Regions from separate parts of the Mus musculus genome. Here region 2 is linked to region 1. A link is a contact called in public Hi-C data. All regions are on one chromosome and are shown on one strand. The core of a region is the stretch at or near the end of the contact, and the rest is flanking DNA. Distances in the headings are between cores, read along the strand shown. Region 1 overlaps Ncam1 (neural cell adhesion molecule 1). Region 2 overlaps Ncam1 (neural cell adhesion molecule 1).

Region 1 (3,488 bases), core at 559-3,058:
GTGTGGCTACACAACTTTCTTTAGGTTACTTGCCTAGCGAGCAGGGGTAGACACAGACCTCAAACCCAGACCTGATTGTCAAAGATAGCTCTTTTTGACCCTTTTTGCTCCTTCTTTTCCCACTGACATCACAGACACCTATACCCAGAAGACAGGCTCCTAAATTTACTCCTCTAGCCCAGGCCTGTCTTCTTAGACTCACAGACAGATGACCTCTTCAATTTTCATCTGAAAGCCTCTGCCTTTTGCAAAACTCATCCTTGTATTTCCCATTCAAGCCTGTTCTCTCATTCATACTCAAGGGGGCGCCATCTCATCATCTGCTCACATAGCAAATGCTTTTCTACCTCAAGTAACTCGGAGTTACCAGTTGTTCCGCTTCACTATCTGTGCCTTTCCTCAGAACTTCATCAGTGGAACTGTCCCAGCTCAGGCTTGGGCAGTTCTCACCTGGACCAGTGGCTATTTAATGTGTCTGGTTTCTTTGCTCTGGGTCAAGTCTCAGGGACTCATTCTTCTACTGATATCAAGGCCATCTGTATACTGTGCAGGTATCATGATGCCATTTGGGGGGGGGGGGGGTTGAGGTGGCTTGGTCTCCCACCTAACAAGATGCTTGAGTCAAAGCTCCCAATGTAAGATGTAAAGATGTCTCTGGGTTTCATTGAAGCTATGTCCCATATCTTCCCTGCAGTCTGTTCCTTGAGCATGCTCCCTGTCCTAGGCATGCTGTGCTGCCTGCGGTTCAAGGCACTTCACACCTGTCCTCTCTCTTTCCTCTGCTGGAAGGAACACTTTCTTGATGGCAGCCCTCTCTAGGAAGTCCTACATAAAGCCTGGTCTTTTCAATTAAGTCTTCCCTGATTCTTAACACTCTTCCCACAAGCTCCTGCTGTGCATTAGCGCTTCCCTAATGTCACATGGTGCATCTTTACTTGTCACTTTGACTATCTTCCTGCCCCATTACTTGCCTGTCTGCTTACACATTGCCCTTCACATTTTTTAAAAGAGGGACCAAAGGTTTTATATATGCATATATGTACTTGTACAGGTACATACACACACACATACACATATGTTTATATATGTGCATATATATACAAATATATGTGACAATATAATAGTGACTATACAGTAGTTTTGCTTTTGGAATTTGTATATGTTTTTATCATTGTGTACATGTCTGCATCCATGTGCTCATTTATAGATGGCTGCACTCACCATATTGACTTTGGGTATCTTCCTCTACCTCTGTCCACTTATTTTTTTGAGACAGGGTTTCTCACCGAGCCTGGAGCCTGTCTTGTTGTTTGGCTAGACTAGCTGACCAGCAGGTCCCCAGGATCCATCTGTCTCTGTCATACCCAGAGTTGAGTTACAGGCATATGCCAGCATGCCTGTCTTTTACACGGGTGCTGAGATCAGAAACCAGGACTCAGTGCTTGTGTGGGTAGCTCTTTACCTACTTAGCCATCTCCCAGCCTCAATAGTTTTGTTGGCTGGACCACTAAATAATATTTAAAATTCTCTATGATTATCTACTGGTGCCACTTTCATGAAGAGCATGAACAATGGCAAAGTCGCCCTGGCTAAGGATGGGCCTGGTATGCACAGCGCAGAAAGCATGCAGAGGTAATGCCTGCCTGCCTGCCAAGGCAAAGGGATCTGAAGGAGAACATGTTGGAAATATGCATTTTTCAGCACTGCACCAATATTTTTAGAACACATTACCCTGACTCCTTTCACATGTTGGCTTGGAGACGAGAAGTTGCCAGGCCATGTGTGACAGTTGCTGTCTCCGTTTGCTATAAAAAGAAAGGGAGCCGGCATGTTTCAAGCAGAGGAGCTCAAACGCGGAGTTGTGGAAATGTGCCATGGCCCCAGCAAGGTTCTACAGCTTTTACACTTGAGTACCATGTGCAAAGACAGGGCCTCACCACCAGGACCTCCACATGTGGTGTGTCAAAGTTGCAAAGCCTGAGCTCTGACCTTAAGGGTTGAAAACAAATATTCATTTGTTTAGGGCTCATTGGTCGTGTTACCAAGCTAACAAGCTCCAGGCTCAGTGAGAGACGGTTTTAAAATATATGGTTGAAAGAAGCAGAGGAGGATGCCTGAAATCTATCTCTGGCTCCAGCTAGACTCACACAAGTGATGTGTTCTTCCAACTCACTGTGAGCTTAAGTTTAGGGCGCTTCTCAAATATTTTTAGCTTTCTTTAGAACCCACTCCCCCTCTCCAATTAGATGAACCAGTTCTAAGGTCACTGGCTATCTGAAGGCAATGTGTAGAGGGGTGTTTTCTTGCGATTACAGTCCGTGGAGTGGTCCCTAGACCTCCTCCATCCTTGAGGCCTGTCATCCTGCTGGGGGTTCCTTTTGGTATATCCTTGACAACCACACCTGCCTTCTATCCTTCCTGGTGTCTTGAATGAGAATGGCCCTTATAGCCTCATTAAGTTTGAATGCTTATTCCCCCTTCCCATACGCCCACCTATGGTGGAACTGTTTGGGAAGGATTAGGAGGTGTGGCCTTGTTGGAGGGAGGTGTGTCACTGGGGGTGGGCTTTAAGGGTTCAAAAGCCCATGTCATTCCCAGTTATCTTTGTCTCTTTCTATCTCCTGTTTGTGGATCAATATTAGCTCTCAGCTACTGCTCCAGTACCATGTCTGTGGGCTACCATGTTCCCCACTGTGATGGTCATAGACTCATCCTCTGTAACTGTGAGCTCAATCAAATGTTTTCTCTTAATGTTGCCTTGGTCATGGTGCCTTATCATAGTGTTCAAGGCATGTCTTAATCGAGCTACCAAATCCAGAGAGGCTGAGGACCAGGGAGTTGCTCAGTGGGGTCCTCAATGAGTGTTTGTTGCACTTGAAGCAAGAGGACACACTACTGGTTTGTGACAGGGTCCAAGCTGAGAAACCACTACTAAGGTTTGGCTGGCCAGTGTCATCCTGCAGCCCCTGCTCTGTAGGAAGAGCTTCAGGGAACACTGACAGAGGATGTGGGAGATTAGGATGAGAGAGGGGTAGGATGTCTTTCCTCAAGCTCAAGGGTGGAGTGTGGGATCTCAGAAAACATGCGCTAACTAGGCAACTTTATGGCTTGTTCTATAGAATGGCAAGCCTCCTTTAAAAATGAAAGCTGTATTGACTTGTGCAGGCAGGGGACTGTCTCCTAGCCATGTCCAACTGACTAGTCACTTACAGCCTCCCCAGCAGAAAGGACTTTTTCACTTTGAGGAATTATTTTGAGATCATGAAAGAAGGTCAGTTTGATCCAGCTGTTTTCTCGTGCTCTCCCCGGCTCCCATGTGTGCTGGCTGAGCAGGCTGGAGCTTTTGCAAGTGGACAAGGCTCTGCTCTGCAAGTTTTGCTCTCTGTACTTTGAGTCCTTTCAATTGTGCCACAGTTGCTGTGGTTCAGGCTAAGGCCCATTTAAGATTCAAGATTTGAATTTAGGAGCCGGAGGCAGGCCAGAGTCAC
Region 2 (3,488 bases), core at 627-3,126, 100 kb after region 1:
TGTACTGCAAAAACAATCAAACAAACAAACAAAAAAAAAAAAACAAACAAATCCTCAGCTAGTCAAATTCAAGTATTCAAGTTAGCCCAAATTTACTCAATGCAAAATTCCTTCTGGATAAAACATAGTAGGATATGTACTGTATTACTACTGCAACCTCACACACATTCTACACAGCCTTTGCCTCACTGAACACCCAAAGGTCAACAGATGTAGAAGGCAGTTGTTTCTAATCAGTTAAGTTTTCCCTTTGGTTAGGCATATTATTTCTATGTAAATCTGAGATGTATAATTAGACAAACTGGCAACATTTACATACATGATGAGGTGTCTACAGCTCTGGAGATGAACATTCACATCAGGTCTCATAGAATTTGTGAAACCCGGCAACCACATCCCAAGAAATAAATAGCCATTTCTCCCAAGGATAGCCAGAGCTAACACATGAAGCCTGATTTTAAACAGGAAACCCATTTCTACTACTCAGGGAAGCAGTCTCATAGCAACCAGCACAGGCAGGTAGGACAAGAGGTGTTCCCTCATCATCTTTATCATATCTTAAAGTCTGTGGCTAATTTCAACTCTATGGGGCCAAACATTAATATCTGTGCTCGTGTGTGCGTGTATGTATGCATGTGTGTGTGTGAATGTGTATGTTCACATACACACCCGTATGAATAAGTGTGTAAAAGCCAGAGGTTTACATGTGTATGATTTGTACATGGCTGAAGCAATTAAAAAGCAAAACAGTTGCATTAATTGCTCAAAGTGACACCCAGAGAAAACCAAGAGCCCTGGCCTGGAAATTCTCATTGTTTTGATCTTATCTGACACTAAGGCCTCCTGGGATAAAGTCTTAGCCTAGTTTCAGGCTAAAATTGCCCAAACAGTAATAAAACAATAATCAAAATCAAACAATAGCAGTTACACACTTGCTCTGATAAAGGAACCTCTTGCTCACGAGAACCCTGTCCTCTTCCGATCACTCTTCCATCTTATCTACTGACGGAGGGGGGGTCTCCATCAAGATCTTGCTGGTACAGCTACATACTGAGAGTGTTTCCACACCAGATACAGAGCAGGGTCTATCATGTCTACCTGGAGTTTAATGATTCTTTTAGACTGGGTAGCTATCAAGTCCAAGGGATTGTCTCATCTCTTTCCCTAGTATTGGGATCCTAGGTTCAAGCTGTCTTGCCTAGGTTTTTACAGGTTTCCCAAACCCGAATAGTTTTGGAGATACTGAAGTCCTGTTTCCTCCCAATGCTGGCTAGAGTTTTCTTCAGCATGGTGTTTCCAAATATTTGGTCACCAAAGCAGTTGCTCATTCTAATCAATACCAGTCTGCTAAGCCTGATAAAGAGGGATACAGAATAAGACACAATTCTTGCCGAGGCTGTAGTAGGCAAAGAAAATGATCATAAAGTTATCACAATGTAAAAACAGAGTAGGATAAATCCGGGGCAGGCAGGCAAAGGTCTGTGAGCTCCCAGAGCTGAGAACATCCTTTCAGCTTCAAGCAGAGAAGACAGACCCAGGGGTTCTTCTTGAGGCAAGGTTAGCCTGAGGCAGAGGGAGGGTGATGGGAGAGACTCTGTGTAGAGAACACTGCCTTAAAAGGGCAAAGAGACAGGAAAGTGAGAAAGCGGTGGGCTTGTTGAAGGAATGGTGAGTCGCACATCTTGGCTGGAACACTGATTTAGGGATTAGGCAGAGATCATTTGAACAGTATGTTGGAACTGGGTCACCGAGAGTGTCTCCACACCAGACAAAGAGACCTGGGCTGTCGTGGGCATGCTGGGGAGAATCCATGAGGACTGCAGATGGTGGGAATAACAAGATGTAGTGTGGGACAAAGCCAAGATCCTTGGCTGGGTCTCAGGAAAGCAGAGTTGTGGGTGGTGCCCACACCCGCTGGTGAGCCAGTCATCCTCTGGGACTATGCTTTAGAATGGTCTCTTTTCTTGGAGGTGACCTGGCTCAGACAAGCTCTCAAACCCCCACACTCTAAGAAGGTTGAGCCTTTGGAGGAGAGCTGTATTTGGGGGAGACTTGTCTTGCATTAGTGGAGCCAGAGGCTGGAAGGCTGGGGGACCGGAACAGGGACAAGAGAGACAAGTATGAGGGCATGTCAGAAGAACTAACGGAGTGGTGTAGAAACTCTGGGAATGCTGGAAAATGGGAATATAAAGAGGACTCTTTGAAAGCAGTCAAAGATAACTGCAAAGTTTAGAGTCTGCTTTGGTGTGTTGATTGAATAGAAAGGAATCAAAGGTGGTCTGGGTGCAGGAGAAAAATACTTCACTCTTAAGTCAACCCAGGTCCAGAGATTCTTGGAATACATTCCTTCCATGTAACAGACTCTGGGCTGGACAGGGGTCCCAGAGACAACAAGGTCAGGGTCCCTGTGGACAAGAGGTTCCTTTATCAGAACAAGCATGTAACTGATATTGTTTGATTTTGATTGATATTTTATTACCATTTGGGAAATTTTAGCCTGAGACTAGGCAAAGACCATATCCCAGGCAGCCTAGTATCAGATAAGATCAAAGCAATGAAAATTCCCAGGCCAGGGTTCTTGGTTCTTTCTGGGTGTCACTTTGAGCAATTCATGCATCTGTTTTGCCTTTTAATTGCCTCATCCTTAAAGCAGGCTGAGCTTTTTTTTTTTTCTCAAGAAATTATGATGAAAACTCAATAAGCTCGTTTCTGTGGGAATACTCTGAATCAGAAACACTTGGTGTATGTCAGCGATGCATCTGAGAATCCCAAAGCCACAGTCAGGACACTGTTGACAAGCCAACAAAATGAACCCCTCTAAGTCTGGCTTAGTGAGCCAGTGAGTTTACTGGGCTTAGTTACAGCGGTGGGCTGAGGCTTGTTTGTAGGAATATGTAGCTCAGGCTGGCCTCTAATTCCCTATGACCTCATCTTCCTGCTCCAGTTCCCAAGAGATAGGATTACAGACCTGAGCCACCATGTCTGTCTAAAATAATAATTTTAATGCCATATTCTTTTAAAACAATAGAAGTAAGTCCCAGGTGGTATGAAAGGGGTAGGGGAATAATGGAGGGGGGTTAAATAGTGAGGGGGATGAGGGAGAGTGGAGGAGAGACTGAGATAATGCATAACAATAAGGAGGTGTGAAAAAACTGTGTGGGAACCTGCTATTTCACAAGCTCATTAAAATATAACAAAAATAGTGTGAACAGAGGCACCCTACATGAGACTGATAATACTCCTACCAGAATCCATAGCTTATTAAACAAAAATCCCAGCTCCAGGTGTGTGATACCTCCATTTGAATTGTGGGCCAGAGAGTCCCCAGAGACCCTCAGAACAATACACTCTATTGCTCTTGTTCTTGATTGACTATCAAAACTTTTTAGTAAGACCCTATCGACGAAGGCACTACATACTTTCATAACAAGATTTACAGACATCAAATTGGTAGTTACAGTGGAAGCTTCCTCCCTGGTGACTAGCTT

Evidence for each region. Hi-C and Micro-C count contacts between places; a contact is called where the count stands out from the background.
Region 2: a contact with region 1 is called in a Hi-C map of cerebral cortex, with 2.0 times the contacts expected there. The contact joins two enhancer-like sites. A contact is called at or near these places in 5 of 484 Hi-C or Micro-C datasets (cerebral cortex, cortical neurons, forebrain and 1 more) and 1 of 115 datasets of contacts at active chromatin or transcription factors (neural progenitor cells).

Annotation. Positions count from the first base shown.
Region 1 is chr9:49,617,098-49,620,585 of GRCm38.p6, forward strand. The region is part of intron 1 of Ncam1 (neural cell adhesion molecule 1); the gene reads right to left. Among named protein-coding and RNA genes, the nearest start is that of Gm11149, 100 kb to the left of the region's middle. Within about 2 kb of position 1,809, at least 14 of the 459 cell types and tissues checked have an H3K27ac peak or open chromatin away from gene starts, as enhancers often do. A contact at or near this core is called in cerebral cortex and forebrain, where this site is marked.
Region 2 is chr9:49,721,230-49,724,717 of GRCm38.p6, forward strand. All of the region lies in intron 1 of Ncam1 (neural cell adhesion molecule 1), which reads right to left. Among named protein-coding and RNA genes, the nearest start is that of Ncam1, 76 kb to the right of the region's middle. Within about 2 kb of position 1,877, at least 30 of the 459 cell types and tissues checked have an H3K27ac peak or open chromatin away from gene starts, as enhancers often do. A contact at or near this core is called in cerebral cortex and forebrain, where this site is marked.